Regions from separate parts of the Mus musculus genome. Here region 1 is linked to region 2. The links are chromatin contacts, called in public promoter capture Hi-C maps. All regions are on one chromosome and are shown on one strand. Each heading gives the region's core, a stretch centred on a gene start, on an enhancer-like site or on the middle of the called end of the contact. The rest is flanking DNA. Distances are from core to core; before and after follow the strand shown. Region 1 has its middle 16 kb from the start of Gabrd. Region 2 holds the start of Morn1 (MORN repeat containing 1).

Region 1 (2,741 bases), core at 91-2,590, 300 kb after region 2:
AATAAACAAAATGGGGGAGGCCCTTCAGTCATGCAAGTGGCCAGGCCCCTCTCCCAAGTACCTGCAACCATCAGGTTCCACCCATAGAACACTCCAATTGCCCTAACAGCTGGACAGAGTAAAAAGCCTAAACTCAGGACTTGAAATCCCACCAATCCCTACCCTGGAAAGCTCTGCCCCACAAGAAATCCCCCATAATCTTATCTTCTGATTAGCTCTCTGCTGCTTCTCACCCGAGCAGAGGCAGCCACCCTACTGACTCTTCCTTCCCAATAAATATGCTGTGGGAGGTTTATTGTGTAGTGTAGCTTTGTGGTATTCCTTGGCTGTTAACCGCCAGGATGGATACCTTTTCCATTAGAGCTTAACACACAGGCTATTGTTTCCTCCACCTGTGAAACAAAGTTTACAGTAAAAGAAGTCAAGTCAGAGTCTCTGTGGTTTGGGGTTAACATGTGAACCTCACAAAGGCTGGGAAGGAAAGTTCTGGATCTCAGGGGGCTTACTACTGGAGATTCCCTTGGGCATACAGTTGCCCAGTGACTGCTGTGTGGTCAAGATGACCAAGACCAGCACCTGGAAGGGCATGGGTCACTGCATCAGAGGCACCTAAGCCTTGAAGTTGATAGAGGAGCAGATTCATGCAGGTATGGACTCACTCCTTGGGGCTACTACAGATGAAGGAATAGCTAAGCTCATTTCATCAACCTCTCATTGTCTTTTTTGGTGGCTGTTGCTACAATGTTGCTACCATGACAGTTGCTACAATGACAGCTACATAGGCATCACAAGTGGACTTAATGTGAAGCCTAAGTGTATGCAAGCAGTATTAATGGCTGAGTCGGAGATGACCCTGGTTGGCCCTAGTTGTTAAGTCGAAGGAGACAGGTCTTGCTTTCCGGTAATACCATGACCCTGGAAATGCTCACTCAGCTTGAAAGCTTTAGGGACCTGGGGCCAGTTGTTCACTGGGCGTGGTTCGAGATGATGAATAGATATACACACGTACATACACAGTGGGATGCCCACTCCTTGCTCTGGGTCACAAAACACATTCCCTGCTCTTTCTCTTTCCCATTCTCTCCCTGCACCATACTCTCCTGCTTCTGGGGTTGCCATCTGGGCTGAGCTGAACAACTTCCCCCTAGGACGCTTCACACCCAGAATCTCAGAATGTGGCTTACTTGGAAATAGGGTTCTTGCAGATATAATTGGCTAAGATGAGCCACGCTCCAGTTTGCAGGTGTTTGTGTAAGAAGAGAAGGGACAGAAGCCAAGCGTGTGATAATGGACACAGAGGTCAGGGCAATAAATCTTAAATCCCAGTAGTGCAGGCCACCCAGGAAGCAGAGGGAGGTCGGGGTAAAATTTTCCCTGGAGCCAGTCTGCCTACTCCTAGGCTCATGACTTCTGGTCTCCATAGCTCTGATAGAACAGTTTGTAGCCCTAGAAAATAGGAACCCTGACCCCAGACCTGTCTCAGCTCTTTTGATACCCTGCATATCTTCTCACCTTGAGTCTGGGAGATTGTCCTGTCCTTGCTGCCAGAGAAAAACAGGGCTGTCTCCTGACATCCAGGCCCAGCCTCAGGGAGGTACAGTCCACATTCAAAGCATGCACTCCAGCCCAGGACAAAGAGGAGGGCACTCTCAGTTCCAAGAGCTGTCCCTGCTAGGATGAAAAGCCCCCTGCCTGTCACCCTTTGTCCCTGGTGCCATTGCAGGCAGGAGGCACTGACATCCTCTTTCCAAGCTGGCTCTTCTCAGCTGCAGCCCTTGATCCACCCCTAGCCTTCAGTCAGCTCCTGTCCTCACCACTGGAACAGAAACTGGTGTTTGAAAAGCATCAATCCTTCCTGTCCTTCCTCCTGCCCTGTAAACATGTGGGCAGAAATAGAAGCCTGCAGGCTGAGGGAGTGATTGCTGGTTGCAGAATCAGGCGAAGGCTGCTGCCCGGGTGGGCCTGGCTGCGTGGGAGCCCAAGGCAATCGCAAAGGCCGCTTTAAATAGCTCCCCGTGGGTACATGCAGCAGAAAGAGGGCAGACTGCAGGCGGCAAGAGGCAGGGCAGAGGCGGGTGCTGAAGCTAGCAGGTTGTGTAGTCGGAGGGGTGTTAGGCTGCTGGCCTCTGGGTCCAGGTGAATTCAGCAGCTCTGAAAACTTGAACCCACCAGCTCCTCCCCCAAAGGCCCAGAGAGCTGGAGCTGACCCTGCTCTCCTGGGAGTGGAACCTAGACTGCACTAATGGAAAGATGTAGCATTAGGTTGTCTTGACTAACTACATTGTGCCCTATGTGGGGACACAATGTGTCCCCATCCCCAGGTAACTCTTTGAACCAGTGGAGGTGGAAACAGTAACCATGTAGGAAGACTGAAGAACGGACATAAAGAGATGAAGAAAAAGTCCCAGCCCCTGGGCTCGAGAAGGGACATTCCTGTCCTGTGGCGTCCCAAGGTGGTTGGGTTTGTTCTGCCTCTCCTGTTGTCAGGAACTGGAGCCCCAGCTGACCCAGATCTGCCTTTGCTTGGCCACCTGCTCCCTGCTGGCTCCTAGACACATTCTATCATTGCAGTTCCTGATCATACCAGGATCCAGTGCTTCCACCCTCTGGATGTCCTGTAAAGCCACACAACCTCATCTTTTAGCACAAAGTAGCCAAGGTGGCAGGAGGAAGGCGTGCTTAGGTCATGGATCTTTGAGATGGAGAGAAAGAATGAGCACTGGGCCATAGTCCGAGCAGAA
Region 2 (2,700 bases), core at 71-2,570:
CCAGACCCTGCCCCTCTGAGTCCTTCCCTCTCTGGGCCCCTCTCACCTTTGGGGGTGGGGTGGGAAATGATCATCTTGGATCATCCCCAGCCCTTTCTCTATGTTCTACCTCCACCGCAACCAGTTCCCCAACACACAACCTGGATCTAAGGGGCTGAGTATGGGTTTACTGATGCTCTTCTGAGCACCTTAATGAGGGTTAAAAAAAAAAAAAAAACTCACATCAAAAAAACAGGCAGTTCCAAGACGTATAACTAGTCTCTAAGTCTTCCCCCCGCCCCCAACAGGGTTGCTCCATGTAGACCAGGCTAGCCTCAAACTCACAGCCTCTGCCTCACATAAAGGCGTGCACCACCACCTCCTGGATAGTATCTGTTATTAAGAACTAAGAAAGAAAAGCCACTGGGGGTTCTCAATGTGGAAGTATGAAGCCCTCTTGCACTGATACCCTGCTAAGGGAGACAATGTAGCCTTATCTGCTCCACGCTGGAAGTACAGCCTGGAGGGCTGGACATTTTACTGCCTTAATGTCACCATATAATCTAGACCCATTTAACCAGCACCCCTTCGATCCATTCAGTAACTGTCTTCGCGCTCGGGCTTAATTCCTACACGTGTGCCCCGAAACTGAACACGGTAGTGGGGTAGCAAGAGGACACCTAACACATGCCGCCTGGATCTGTGCAGGCAACAACAGGCCACCTTCCTCCACGACCTGGGGCCGGGGGGTCGGGGCGGCGCGCGAGCCGCGGCGGGCAGCGCTCAGCAGTCCCCTCGCGCACCCCTCTCGGAGATCGGCCCGCCCCTGGCAACCCCTCGCCAGGCTCAAAGGCGCTGCCCGGCCCCGCCCGCCCGCCGCCCGCCGGCTCGCCCGTGGCCTTGACAGCCCAGAGGAAGGCGGTGGTGTGCCGCCCGACCAGGTCCGCGCCACCAGCCCACCCCCAGCACCTCGCAGCTCCGGTGCAGCCGAGCCGCGGTCTCCCTCACGGCTGCGGAAGGAGGATGGCGGGCAGGGCGGCCGCCAGAGCTCGGCTCCGGATCCGGGAAGCTGCACAGGCACTTCCGTTCCGTCCCGCGGCGCCTCCAGCCGCCAAGATGGCCGCGGGGCGGGGCCCAAGCTCCAACCATTTCCGCTTCCGGTATGGACGCAGAGGCCGTTGGCGGGAGCGCTTCCCGGCGGAAGGACGGGGTTGGCGGAAACGTGCCGTGGTGCACAGGCGCATTGACGTCCTCAGGCTCCGGATCCGGCGCCGCTGCTTCGGATGTTATGGTCTCCTGGCCACGCCCCATGGCAACCGGAGGCCAATGGAAGGCAGCTTTATGGTTGCTAGGGAAACTTTGGCGGCAAGATGGAGGCAGCTGGCGATCCCTACCAGGCTTCGCTCCAGCCGCGTCGGCACTCGCCGAGACTGCCGCCGCGAAACGGTACGGGCTGCGTCTCCCCGCTGGAGCTCCGTCGCGTTCGCGTGCTCCACAGGCGTGGTCCAGGCTGCAGGCTCACGGCCAGCCGACCCTGCGTCAGGGGGGGCAGGTAGAGCTGAGGTCAGGCTGGCTGGGTGAGCACACGAGGTTCGCCCAATGCAGTCTGATGAAAAGTTGTTCTAAAACCGGAGAAACAGGATCGATATGAGGTCAGAGTCCATGCTAGTGCCACTGTCTTCCCGTCCCAGGCTGCGACTTGCTGGCAAGAAAGCAGTGGGGTTGCTTATCCATCTCAGGAACTGAGAGATGGGTGTTGGGTGTGATGTCTCAGAGCTGGCTGCGTGATAAAAGATGAGGCAGCCAGGAGTAATTAGGAGTGAGTGTGGATTTTTGTCCCGTGGGGACAGGAGGATAGTGACGGTCCTGGCAGGGTGGGCTCTTTGCTGTATCCTCACGGAGCTTGTTGACTGCTTCCGTGCCCTCACCGCCTCCTCTTAAAGAGCCTACAATCAGCTTTTGTCTTAGCCCTCCTCTGGCCAGGCCTGCCTTTCCCTCAGTACTATCCATGTAACAAAACCCAAGCAAGGGAGAGGGAGCACCCATCTTGAGCAATTAACCATCCTGTCATGTTCAAGAGACTGATGAGAAATGACCTGCAGACTACTCCAGACCCTGAGCTGCCCCATCTCTGTGTCTGTTGATGGCAAACCATTGCTATGTTCATCTTCTTTTCCGAACACAGGCTATGGCGTATATGTATACCCAAATTCTTTCTTCCGCTATGAAGGAGAATGGAAGGGAGGCAAGAAACACGGTAAGAAGCCTGTGATCATTGCAGAGCTCATTCCAGAGCCAGATTCCTGAGAAAAGGTGTGGGAGGCAGTCAGTCTTGTACCAAGCATAGCCTGGTACTGCGCCTGCACACTGGGACTACCACTTGGACCCAGTCATGGTGGAACCAATGTAAGACCAATTCTTGTAGGCTTGGAGGTCATCACATGCTGGTGGGTGGTGGAACTATTGGTGGGAGGGAAAGAGTGGGGCAGTAGACCCAGAGTGTCACACACAAACACCATCATGGCGTCCTGCATGCTTGTTATTGGACATCCAGGCCTCTAATCATCAGCCTTAGTGTCTCTGTATTCAAAAAAAAAAAAAAAAAAAAAAAAGGTAAACATGGGCACGAAAGAACCCTGTTCTCTCGTGTCTGTGAGCATTCCAGTTTATAGAATATACCACCAGACAAAGGCCAGGCGATGTGGAGGTTTTGCTGTGAGA

The links. Promoter capture Hi-C pulls out the DNA fragments that hold promoters and counts their contacts.
Region 1: a promoter capture Hi-C map of hippocampal neurons shows a contact between it and region 2, with 5 times the contacts expected there. The contact joins the enhancer-like site here to the promoter of Morn1 in region 2. A contact is called at or near these places in 5 of 39 promoter capture datasets (frontonasal cranial neural crest, hippocampal neurons, liver and 1 more) and 2 of 484 Hi-C or Micro-C datasets (both in cerebellum).

The regions. Positions count from the first base shown.
Region 1 is chr4:155,381,006-155,383,746 of GRCm38.p6, forward strand. No RefSeq gene overlaps it. Among named protein-coding and RNA genes, the nearest start is that of Gabrd, 16 kb to the right of the region's middle. Within about 2 kb of position 1,341, at least 28 of the 459 cell types and tissues checked have an H3K27ac peak or open chromatin away from gene starts, as enhancers often do. A contact at or near this core is called in cerebellum and hippocampal neurons, where this site is marked.
Region 2 is chr4:155,085,257-155,087,956 of GRCm38.p6, forward strand. Morn1 (MORN repeat containing 1) reads left to right here and starts at 1,321. Exons shown (of 14, transcript NM_001081100.1): 1 at 1,321-1,425; 2 at 2,165-2,236. The coding sequence starts at 1,350. It overlaps Rer1 (retention in endoplasmic reticulum sorting receptor 1), which reads right to left and starts at 1,097. Exons shown (of 7, transcript NM_026395.2): 1 at 949-1,097.